Linked DNA regions of Sus scrofa: region 1 is linked to region 2. The links are chromatin contacts, called in public Hi-C maps. All regions are on one chromosome and are shown on one strand. The core of a region is the stretch at or near the end of the contact, and the rest is flanking DNA. Distances in the headings are between cores, read along the strand shown. Region 1 holds the start of TCF19 (transcription factor 19). Region 2 holds the start of CSNK2B (casein kinase 2 beta).

Region 1 (2,848 bases), core at 134-2,633, 220 kb after region 2:
GTAGAACTCTGAGGGGCTGGTTCCTGGGGGCCCTTCAGGGCCAAAGGTCAGAAGGTCACCATCACTCAACTCCAGCCTGTGACCCCTTGGGAGTCGGACATTATTGACCAAAGTCCCTGTTGGTGGTGGGACACCAGACAGAACGACAGAAACAAATGGTGGGTCAGAAGTGGAGAGATCTGGTCCTGTTTGATTTTCTGGGGAACACGAGGAAGAACATTGCATCTGTTATCCAGTTCTCATGTTCTAAGTCCCTTCGCAGGTAACACCAGATAGCAAGCTCTTTGTGAACTGGGAACAAATTTTTGTTTCTTATGCCCTCCCACTGGAGGCATGGAGGGAAAAAGCTCCTTCCCTCAATCTACTGAGGTCTGATTCTCAGAGATGCTCACTCACCCAGCTCCGCCTCAACACCTATCCGCATAGTTCAGATTGTCTAGGTTCAAATCCAAGCTCCACTACTTAACCAGCCATGTGGCCCTGGACAACTTTTGTGCCTCATTTTCCTTGTCTGGAAAGTGGGGATATTTGTGCTCACCTACATTTAGTGCATTTAGGACAGTTCTGGCTTGTAACAGTAAGCACTAGGTGCATCTTGGCCACTAGTTATCCAATCCTCACAACATTCCCAACCAAAACAGACCTAAGAAAGGCTTATAGTTTACCTAGGAGGAAACTAATACCTAGAAAGGTGAAGTGACAGGCCTGAGGGACGCTGCCGGGGGTCAGTGGCACCACTCAGATGTGAACCCAGGCCTTCTGAGACTGTAATTGCCTCCGAGTCAAAGGAGTAAGACATAGGTTCAGATCATTAAAACAATTCAACATGTAACTGCCCTAAGCCAAGAACAAGGTGCCAACTTGGGAACAAGTCTGGAAACTTGGTCAAGTCTGAGCTTGGCCCCAGGACAACCCACTGCGATACTTCTCTGATGATGCTCCCGCCCCTGAATGAGCTAAACAAGGTCAGCTCCACAAAGAGCTTCTGACACTGCACATTTCTGGTGGGAGGACAGGTCTGGGTGATAACCATCCAGCCAGCCCAAAGGGGAGATTGGGTGGAAGGCAGGCAATGGTCCCTGTGGAGACTTTGCAGCCCAGAACTGCCATTGCCCAGGCATAAGGCTGCTCTGCTCACTCCTCACCTTGGCTGCTATGGTCCTCCAGGCTGACCCTCCAGTCATCACCCCGGCGCTCAGCGTGCAGCTCCGCGTGGACTTCCGAGATGAAGCCGGGCTCCTGCTGGGGCCGCAGGGCCACATCACACAGGTCGGCCCTGCAGCCCAAGCGGTAGGTGCAGCCAGCCCCACTTGGGGGGTGGAAGGTGTAAAGGTCGACACCCCTGCCGCCCCCTATGCGCAGCAGCTGGAAGCAGGGCAGCATGGGCGGTGCCCCCTCTGCACCACCTCTTCCACTTCAGGAATCCATCACTTCCCAATCCTGGGCCATGCACAGCTGGCCTAAGTTCTCTTTCCCTCTGATGCAGAGTTGAACTGTGCTTTGTGCAATCTCAACCTTGGGCACGCTCCCCGAATAGTGTAAATTCAGAGTGCAAGGGCCTAGGATTCGATGCAAGATTGGCTGTCAACAGTTTTCCAACTGAAAAATTTCGTGAGGGTCCCAGTATAGTGCAAAGACGAAGATGTCCTATGGCACGAAGTTGAATCAGATCCTCAGGCTGCAGAATATTCCGGGAGCCTTCAAGTCTGTGCCAGGCAACAATACGTTAGGCAGCTTCTGGGGAATATGCGAATTGCAAGGGGGGAGGACTGGGGTCCTGCTTCTGTGTGATACTAACTTGTCACCTCAGTGTAATTTGGAGAAGTTTCCTGTCAATTCTGCTAATCCAAACAGAGTAACCCACCTGCTAGCCTGCGCCTCGCTCTTCTGGCCAACCCCTCACTCATAACTAGATAGCTTAAACCCCCGTGGGAAGTCTATCCACTGTCATCCCTCCAAAGGCAGTGCAAATGGGTCTCTATGTTCTCTAACAAAGCGGATCTAAACCCCTGCTTCCCGACTTCTCCAGGTGGGATTAAAGACAGGATAGGGCTTCCCGGGATCATGCGAGGGAAACCCAGCCTTTTCCCTCCCCGCCGCAATCCAGATTCTTATCTACCGCGAGGTGCAGTCTCGAAGCGGTCCCCTCTCCGGGCAGTGCCAGCCTGTGCGGCAGCTCAGGATCTCTCAGGCTCCGGCCAGGGCTGGTGCTCCAGCGGCTGTTTGACAGCGAGGAAGCCGGGGCCAGGAGGGGCGCCGTCTCCGCGCGCGGGCAGTACCGACCCCGCCTTCGGAATTCCCGGGTCTGAACTTCGCGCCGAGAGAGCCCGCCCCCCGTGCCGTTTCTGATTGGCCATCTCTTTTGCCCTCCTTCTCTCCATTGGGCGACGCGCTGGGAGGGTCTCCGATCTCCCGCCTTCCGCTTTTTCTGATTAGTTCACAAGTTTTCCCGGGTTCCCGGAGTTGGGAGGAGCCGCCAGGGCGCGGAGATGCCCTCAGTGCCATAATTGGGCCGGGCTTTAGACTACCGCGCCTGCGTACACCTCTTCCCCTCCTCCTCCCGGAAGGGTGAAGGGCTTTAGAGCGTCCCGCCAACCTGCCCGCTTTGCGCAGGCGCGGTCAGGGGCTGAGGCCGCGCTTCTGAGCTAGGGGTAGGGGGTGTGGTCAAAGGGCAGAGGGGTCGCTCGCGCTGGGTAAGGGGTATTCGGGAAGAGTCGGTTGGGGGCGGGAAGGGCCAAGAGGGGGTGCGGGGGTGGGTTCAGGGGTCCACAGGGTGGAGGGGTACAGGGTCCGGGTAAAAGGACAAATGAAGTGGTCAGAACAGCCCTAGAGCTCCTCGTCCAGCAGG
Region 2 (2,794 bases), core at 129-2,628:
GTTATAGTTGTGGCACTGGTTCAATATCTTTGGCCCAGGAACTCCTGTATGCTGTGGGACGCCTCCAGCCCTCCCCCTGCAAAAAGAGTTCCTGTCGTGGCTGAGCGGTAATGAACCTGACTAGTATCCTTGGATCCCCAGGTTGCTGTGGCTGGGGCATAGGCCAGCAGCTGCAGCTTTGATTCAACCCCCGCCTCCAAAAAAAAAAAAAAAAAAAAAAATCCTGTCCCCATTCCTGCTTCCCATCTCTAAGAGTCAGTTTTGGCCTCTCCTTAGGGGCAGCTGGCTTGCTGAGGAAGGTGGAGGCTGAACAGCTTGGGTTCTGAAGGCGCTCACAATCCCTTATGTTAACACACAGCTCTGCACGTTACAAAACATTTTAACGTGAGGTGTCTTAATTCTCCTAATAGCTACCAGAAACAGGTGCTACCGGTAGCACTGTGGTAATAAAAACATGGGTTGATGAGTCCAACATTACATTGCTGGAGGGTGGCAGGGTCAACCTGAGGCCCAGTCTTGCCTTCAGTATGAGTTAGTGAGAGAATTACTAAGGAGACTCTTTCTTAACGTGAAAGGGTTTTTACGGAAGACTGTAAAACAAGTATCTAGAAACTGAATATATACTATGCGAGAGAATGCCTGGCCAGATTATATGTGGAAAGGGACAAGGAGGTTAAGAACTCACTTCACAGAAGAATTCATTGCCACGGAGCCCACAGAACCAGGAAATCCAGGACACCTCCTCTGAGCTGCTCATCTTCACTTCAGCTAGAAAAAGAAGAGTGTCAGCCTAAGCTCTCCTCCCTGCCTCTGATATCCTCCCTCTTCCCACACTTTGCCCTCCAACCACAGAAGAATTTAGGGCCACCCTTTCTTAAAGGATCCTAGACTGGAGCAGTTCTCTCCAGCTCCTCCTATTCACACCTCAACCCCTTTTTTCAGAGACAGGAAATTCTCTGGGGTCCCAACACTTGTGTGTAACCGGCAGGTCTTGACCCATTAGTCCTATCCACATCCCTAACGCTCCCCAAGGCCAGGCCCCTCTCTCCTCTATGTCAACTCCAGCAGGGCCTGCGGCTCAGATTCCCTACCCCCGCAAGTCTCCGTTTGTCCCCGGCCCCATTCCCAAGGTTTCCGAAGTTTCTTTCCAGGCAAGAGCTAAGCTCCTCTTTTTCTCAAAGTCTGGGGATGGCAGTTAGGTCCCTTTCACGGGAGTCTCCTTATCCCGCCTCCATCCTTCAGACCACCCCCTCCTTCCTTCGGTCCCGGACCTGGTCACTTCCTTCCCCACCCCCACATCAAGGCACGGAGACCCCTTGTGCCGCGCCCAGGAACAGGGGACGCGGCGCGGCAACGACCTCAGACTCACCGGCTGGACGGGGACTGGGACCGGGGGGGCGGGGAGGGGAGGGGAGTTTCTGCTTCCAAGGAACCGCGGCGACGGCTACAACGCAGGCCGCGGATCCAACCGCGGCAGGCGAAGTGGGGCGGGGGGAGTGGAAACTGGGGAGGGTGGGGAAGAGGGCAACGCGCAAGCGCTTAAAATCGTGCGCCGCGGTGAACGCCGGGAGATGGAGTCCTCGGAAGCTAGAAACTGGCGCAACTGAGAAAGGGCGAACTACGAATCCCAGGACGACCCGCCCACGACCCTGGTGTCGCGAGGCCCCTGAGGGAAACGCTCCGGGGCGGGGCGTAGGGAGCCGCCACCGGAAGCGGAAACGCAGTACCGTGTTCTGGGCCAGGGAGCCTGGGAAATATAGTCGAGTGATCTTATCACCGTGGGGCTGAGAGGGGGCGGGGAAAGGAACAAGACAGGCTGGATCATTTACTGCCGCTCCCTCTCACACAACGAGCCTCAGGCGTGCGGCCCTGCTACCCAGACCATTGACCTCATCACCGACCAGCTGCCTGGCCCTTATCGCTTGTGGAGCCCCCCTGTCCGAGTCAGCCTGCCAAGGAGACCCTCAACGGGGCCCATATTTCACTCAAGGGTTTGATCTCCTGAGGTGGGAGGTGAGGCCGGGTTCCGCGCTGAGGGACCTGGGTAGGGTGTGCTGGCTGAGCTGAGAGGTGTGAGAATCGGGAAGGTCCCGTGCGCTAACCTGAGGTGGCGCCAGCCATTCTGTTGCTCGTCCCCTTGCACTTCTCCATTTCCTTTTAAGGCTTGAACAGGGCCTTCTGCTGCGGGTGCTAAGTGCGACCTTCCAACCCTGGTCAGATTAATGGTGAGGGGCTGCGTGACTATTTCATTTCACGGCTTCTGGGCATTCTCCGCCTCAGGGCCTTTCTTAACCCAGAGGGTGGTTTCCCAGGTCCAGAAAATGAGCTTGGAGCGGGGGCCACGTTGAGGGAGGCGAAGAGCATTGTGGGGGCGTTAGGTAAAAGCAGGACCCCAACCGACAGATATTTCTCGATCCTCGCGCTACCAGGGCACGTGGCGTTTTGCGCTTGTGTTATTGGAAAGATTCCAGGGCGGGAAATAGCCCGGAGCAGCGCGCCTGCGTGCTCCAGTATTGTTTTTGTTTGTCCCCCGCCCGCTCCCCATTCAGCTGCGCATGCGGCTTTGACTGTGGACGCCTTTGCTTAGAGTAGCGCCATTTTGCAGTACGGAAGCTGCAAAGCAACGAGTGGAACCTCCCCGCGAATCGGCTTCCTGCTTCCGGACAAATGTCAAGTCTGTTTTTGTTTAAGAATACCCCGAAATAGGATCCAGGAAGATTTAAAGAGCCAGGCTGATTGTTTTCCTTAATGGTATGTCCCGCGCAGTTGTAAAGTAGTTTCAGAGAAAGGCTGT

Evidence for each region. A called contact is a pair of places that touch in the nucleus more often than the background predicts.
Region 1: a contact with region 2 is called in a Hi-C map of liver, with 5 times the contacts expected there. The contact joins the promoter of TCF19 here to the promoter of CSNK2B in region 2. A contact is called at or near these places in 1 of 5 promoter capture datasets (liver), 4 of 47 Hi-C or Micro-C datasets (heart right ventricle, liver, mesenteric adipose tissue and 1 more) and 1 of 2 datasets of contacts at active chromatin or transcription factors (alveolar macrophages).

The regions. Positions count from the first base shown.
Region 1 is chr7:23,557,812-23,560,659 of Sscrofa11.1, reverse strand. TCF19 (transcription factor 19) reads right to left here and starts at 1,383. Exons shown (of 3, transcript NM_001167591.1): 1 at 1,146-1,383; 2 at 1-116. The coding sequence starts at 1,383. CCHCR1 (coiled-coil alpha-helical rod protein 1) reads left to right here and starts at 2,510. Exons shown (of 18, transcript XM_021098445.1): 1 at 2,510-2,651.
Region 2 is chr7:23,779,778-23,782,571 of Sscrofa11.1, reverse strand. It overlaps CSNK2B (casein kinase 2 beta), which reads right to left and starts at 1,378. Exons shown (of 7, transcript NM_001145377.2): 1 at 1,370-1,378; 2 at 686-768. The coding sequence starts at 757. GPANK1 (G-patch domain and ankyrin repeats 1) reads left to right here and starts at 2,226. Exons shown (of 3, transcript NM_001145383.1): 1 at 2,226-2,751.